Linked DNA regions of Mus musculus: region 1 is linked to region 2. A link is a contact called in public HiChIP or PLAC-seq data. All regions are on one chromosome and are shown on one strand. The core of a region is the stretch at or near the end of the contact, and the rest is flanking DNA. Distances in the headings are between cores, read along the strand shown.

Region 1 (2,700 bases), core at 123-2,622, 78 kb after region 2:
TAAGAGCAGCGGTGCATAAGAAGAACCGATTTTCCAGTGGTGATGACGGTCACTAAGGACCTGCTTGCAGTGTTTCCATGCCTCTTAAACAAGAACTAAATGCACTTCATCTGTTGGCATCATATGGCCTATCCTGCTCTAATGGAGAAATGACAGCCATAAGAAATTTCGGGCTAATTATCAAAAACCATGATGTGAAAAGTTAGTCTAGAAAAACAGAGATTGGCTAATTTACTCACAACAACCATGCTGATTTTCTTGTAGTAGATTTTTTTTTTCCTAATAAAGTTTTCCAAAGTTGTGAATGCAATTGCAGAATCTGCTGTTGCAAAACAGTGTGCTCTTTGACTGCGTACAGCGTTTGTTCCGGAATGATAGCTTTTCTCTCCCTCGTTTCCTACACCATCATTGGCTTTCGTGACATCCCATTTCCTTTGTCATCTGCTGTTACAACAAAACACCAAGCCCCTCCCCGGCCCTGTTGTAGACAGCAGTTTCTCTCATGGCAAGATTATGTAGTAACATTTATTAATTTAATTAATGAAAAATAATGTAGCCTTAATCAATGCAAGTCCAACACTCTAGTTTATCCAATTTATTCTAAAACAAAACAAAACAAAACAAAACAAAACAAAAGAAACACAAGCAGGTAAGCAAAGAAACAGCCAACCTGCCCCAAGCCTGTAACTTCTGACATCTCGACAGCCTACATCGAACAATAATACCTGTCTGTGAATGCCTCCCTGCTCAGGTGATGCAAGCCCAGTGCATCAAAACAGAAACCGAGTTCTACCTGCGCAGCCGCAGCGAGATAGTGGACGGAAAAGGCCACACCATGGGGGCACTGTACTGGCAGCTGAACGATATCTGGCAGGCTCCTTCCTGGGCCTCTCTTGGTAAGTATATCTCTTTGTGTGAGAGAAAGCAATGCCTGTGTGGAGAGGGACTGGGAAAACGCAGAGCCTGAAGAGTCAGATTACCGCAAGGAGAACTGGGCCAAAGTGGCTATTCCCTGAACCCTCCGTGAACCCGGCTGGCCCTAACAGTCTTTCCGCGAGCTTGCTATTCTCCGCAAAGTCACAGTGGGCTGTGGAGGAAGGAGCGGGCTCGGGTACAGAGATCCCAGGTGTGATGTGGGGTGGAGAGGTGTATGGACCAAAGGTCAATATGAGGTGTCTTCATCAATCACTCTGCATCTTCCTCTCCTGCCTCACCCTGAACCCAGACCCGGTGCTCTTGGAGCTCATGGATTCATCGAGGCTGGCCAGTCTGCAAACCCCGAGGATCCCCAGTCTCTGCTTTCCCAGAGCAAGGCATGCTGACGTGCCCAGCTGTTTACACAGGGTCTGTGCATCTGAACTTGCATGGCAAGCAATTTACCAACTCCCCATCCTCACTGCGTGAGCCCTCCCCTCCTCCCCGGCACCTCCCCTAAGCCCTCATCACATAGGCTTCTGCATTTATTTAAGAGGTTTTATTACAGGGCCTAAAGGGCATTTACCTTGTTCTGCGTGGGAGAGTTCTGCCGAGCAGAAGGTTACCTACCTCATGTATGTGTCAAAGCCGGTGAATCTGACTTAACAGTATAAAATCCTCATTATGTGCCTCAGCTGTGCCTTGGAGAAGGTAGCAAAGTCAGAACTGCAAACAGGAAAGCTTGGCACCTGAACCAGCTCAACTAGCAACGGGTCACATGCCTGGAGTGGGATTTGCGCTTAGAATGAATTCATCTATGTTTGTATCTCAAAAAAATTAAGGGGTCATGACGGGTCTCTGATTCTTCGGTAGAGGGAATCATGGGACGCTATAAGGGGGAAGAGTGACGATGCTGACTTGCAGTCTATCTGCTCTAATGGTTGTCACATGTCATACGTGAGATGTCAATTACCCCAGGAGCCATCTCCCACTAGCAGAAAACGTCCCCAGTAAAAATCCAACGGGAGTGGCTCGTCTGTACCACGCTTCTCCCACCAATCACTGCTTTAAGAAAACAGGAACCAAGCCGGGCGTGGTGGCGCATGCCTTTAATCCCAGCACTTGGGAGGCAGAGGCAGACGAATTTCTGAGTTCGAGGCCAGCCTGGTCTACAGAGTGAGTTCCAGGACAGCCAGGGCTACACAGAGAAACCCTGTCTCGAAAAACAAACAAACAAACAAACAAACAAACAAACAAACAAACGAGAAAACAGGAACCGTTGGGAATGAGATCTTCAGACATGAAATTTTGTAAAACTAGAAAGAATTGGGGTCTTATCTGTCATTCAACTCCACAGCCTGCACCCTATACCGTGTGGTTACCTTCGCGTCTCTGTCTCTCTCAGTGGAGGTAACTGGGCACCACTGTGTTCCAGGCTATGTCCTAGGTTCTAGCGCTGTGATCTGCTTTTGCAAGTAACAAAGCAGTTCGCAGAAGTCTGGCAGCTCAGGGTCCCGAGGCTCCGCGAGCTTCGGAGGCTGGTTGAGTTACTCCAGTTACTCCAGTTTTGCCTCAATCAAGGACAGCCTATTAATCATTGCACTGTCTTTGATTTATTGCTTCAAAATGGCTTAGTCACCAAATTGCTTTAAAATTGACAAAAAAAAAAAAAGGATAATCAGGATGCTTTTTTAAAAACCATGTAGCTGGAAAAAATTGTTATGTGTTTAGTTAATTAAATCTTTACTTCACCCCCCCCTCCTCAGACAGTAGCTAATGGTATTT
Region 2 (2,700 bases), core at 16-2,515:
TTTGTCCTCTGGGTACTGCTGTCCTTTCTGAAGCGTCTCTCAATGTCCTTGCTTAAGCTGTAGTAGATATATATATATATATATATTCCGAGTTTTGCTTCATGAGAAGAACCCAGGGGCCAATGAGATAGAGCAGCCGTTAAGGGGGAATGTCTCTAAGCCTGACACCCTAAGTTCTAGCCCTGGGACTCCTCACAAGCTGTCTGCTGACTTCCACACGCTCGCTGTGGCAGGAACCCCCATTCAACTCCTCCATGAAATTAGTAAGTAAAATGTGGGGTGTTTTGTTTATTTAAAAGAAGATGAAGAACCCAGCCTGCGTCTCCGTCTCTGAAATTAGTGTCTGCATTGTTTTGTTTTGTTTTTTTCGAGACAGGGTTTCTCTGTGTAGACCTGGCTGTCCTGAAACTCACTTTGTAGACCAGGCTGGCCTCGAACTCAGAAATCCGCCTGCCTCTGCCTCCCAAGTGCTGGGCTTAAAGGCGTATGCCACCACGGCCCGGCTAAGCGTCTGCATTCTTTTTTTTTTTTTTTTTTTTTTTGACAGGGTTTCTCTGTGTAGCCCTGGCTATCCTGGAACTCACTTTGTTCGAGGAGGCTGGCCTCGAACTCAAAAATACGCCTGCCTCTGCCTCCCAAGTGCTGGGATTAGAGGCGTGCGCCAGCACGCTTGGCATCTGCATTCTTTTAAATTCAGGGAATGGGAATTCTGTTGCTTGTTCAGTCCCACAACTCAACAGTGAAGGAGGGAATTTCAGACTCACCTGTAACACTAACGCAGTTTCATAGGAACCTCAGAAGCAGCTCCATGATGTAGCCACCACTAACAGGGAGCACATGGCGCCTCTCAGTCAACAGTTGAAGCAACCCTACGAGTTTATAGTTAGCACTGTTTAGTCCCAGCAGGTCGCGTATTGAGGGAGCGTTCAGCCTGACAAATCCTGGGGCCGGGGGACCATGTACAATCTGCTGGTCAGGCGTGGTAGGAGCTGTCCCCGGGCAGAGCCTGCGTACTATTGTGGACGCGCACCTGTCGTCTCCCAAATGGTCAGACTCTGCTTTCCAGACTTTTCTGTCGCTTTTCATCATTCGGATGAGCGCCCCACTTACAGGATCGAGCTGGAGCGAGAAGCCCAGCTCACAGGTCGCAGAGACCCTGGCCCTGGGCGGTGCTTGTACCCGCGTGGCGGGTCCCGGCTTCAGTTCCTCCCTGCAGGGCTGCGGGAAGCGCTCAGCTGACCTGGGGGCGGGTCCGTGCTCGGGGCGGGGACACAGCGTCCAGGCCTTGGCAAGGCTTGGGCGACACTGCCGGGTTCCTGCTTGCGAGCGGTCAGCATGCATCTTCACCTGCTCTTGATATTGGCGCTATTTCGGGCCGGCTGCGTGGTGGCAGGTCCTAGCTACAGCCTGAGCGGGAGCTGGCGGGTGAGCAACGGGAATGGCTCCCTGGAGCTACCGGCGACTGTCCCCGGCTATGTGCACAGCGCCCTGCACCAGCACGGGCTGATCCAGGTAGGACGCACAGTCACCCCCCACACCCCCCATGCGGGTCCAGGTCAGTAGGTGCAGCTGTGGGCAGTTGGGGGAATGGCCTGGGAGTTCAGGCCAGTTGTGGACACTGACCCTCCCTCGCTGGGTCTTCAGTGACCTTGGAAGGCGGAAGTTGTGTATATGAAACAAACGGTATGTCTGCTGTCTACTTATTGTGGTGATTCTCTGCTCAAGCATTTCCTAAGAGGACTTACCTTTCTCCCTCCGGACAGGGTTACTGTTGCAATCATCTGGATGCTTGTAGCTTTTAGTTAATCAAAGTTCGCCGACCCTAGGATGTCCGGGTTTTCTTTTTCTGCTTTGAAGCCTCGTGCGTCAGGTTTGAAATAAACACAAGGGATTGGGGAGAGCACTAGTAAAGTTTGGTTGTTGATGCTAATGAGGAGCCTAAATATTTGGGAGGGGAGTGTGTGCAAGTGTGTGTGTGGTGTGTGTGTGTGTGTGTGTGTGTGTGTGTGAGAGAGAGAGAGAGAGAGAGAGAGAGAGAGACCCAGAACCATGAGTATACTAAGCACACATTGTACCACCACCGAACTACACCCCAATCCTAAAGCCTGAATACCGTGCTGACATTTTTTTTTTAAATGAGAGTCTGTCATCCAACAGTGTGGTAGGTTTCTTTATGATAGTTTCATGTGAGTGCACCATGTTCTCTGCCCATATTCACTTTTTACTGGGTCTTGCCACCACGTGATCCCTCCCTCGTTCAAGGAGTTTCTTTCCATTATGGTGTCCTATATACGTACACTTATGAATACATATATTTACATCTAGAGTCAACATGAGTAAAAACATGCCATATCTTGTTTTCATTCTCATTTGTCTTATGTTGTTGTTTTGTTACCAATTTTTATTGTCTTCATTATCCTTACCTTCTTTTTTTTTTCTGGCTTTTGAGACAGGATCCCATGTAGTTCAGGCTGACCTTGAATTCCCAATGTAACTGAGGACCACCTGAACTCCTGATCCTCCTGCCTCCTCCTCCCATGTGCTGGAGATATAAGTGTTTACCATCATGCACAGCCTAATTACATCATTTTTCCTATGGAAAATGTGTGTGTGTGTGTGTGTGTGTGTGTGTGTGTGTGTGTGTGTGTGTGATTTTCTTTAACCATTTGTCTGTTAGTGGGCATCTGGGCTGATTCCATC

Evidence for each region. HiChIP or PLAC-seq counts read pairs in DNA pulled down with a chosen protein or histone mark.
Region 1: a contact with region 2 is called in an H3K4me3 HiChIP or PLAC-seq map of embryonic stem cells, with 15 read pairs. The contact joins the enhancer-like site here to the promoter of Manba in region 2. A contact is called at or near these places in 3 of 484 Hi-C or Micro-C datasets (myocytes, nephron progenitors and palatal mesenchyme), 4 of 115 datasets of contacts at active chromatin or transcription factors (embryonic forebrain, embryonic stem cells and memory CD8 T cells) and 2 of 9 other capture datasets (adipose tissue and liver).

What each region holds. Positions count from the first base shown.
Region 1 is chr3:135,562,454-135,565,153 of GRCm38.p6, forward strand. Manba (mannosidase, beta A, lysosomal) reads left to right here. Exons shown (of 17, transcript NM_027288.3): 14 at 752-896. Among named protein-coding and RNA genes, the nearest start is that of Gm46827, 45 kb to the right of the region's middle. Within about 2 kb of position 1,373, at least 8 of the 459 cell types and tissues checked have an H3K27ac peak or open chromatin away from gene starts, as enhancers often do. A contact at or near this core is called in embryonic stem cells, where this site is marked.
Region 2 is chr3:135,484,346-135,487,045 of GRCm38.p6, forward strand. Manba (mannosidase, beta A, lysosomal) reads left to right here and starts at 1,266. Exons shown (of 17, transcript NM_027288.3): 1 at 1,266-1,512. The coding sequence starts at 1,336. It overlaps Gm30992 (a long non-coding RNA gene), which reads right to left and starts at 1,256. Exons shown (of 3, transcript XR_376111.4): 1 at 765-1,256.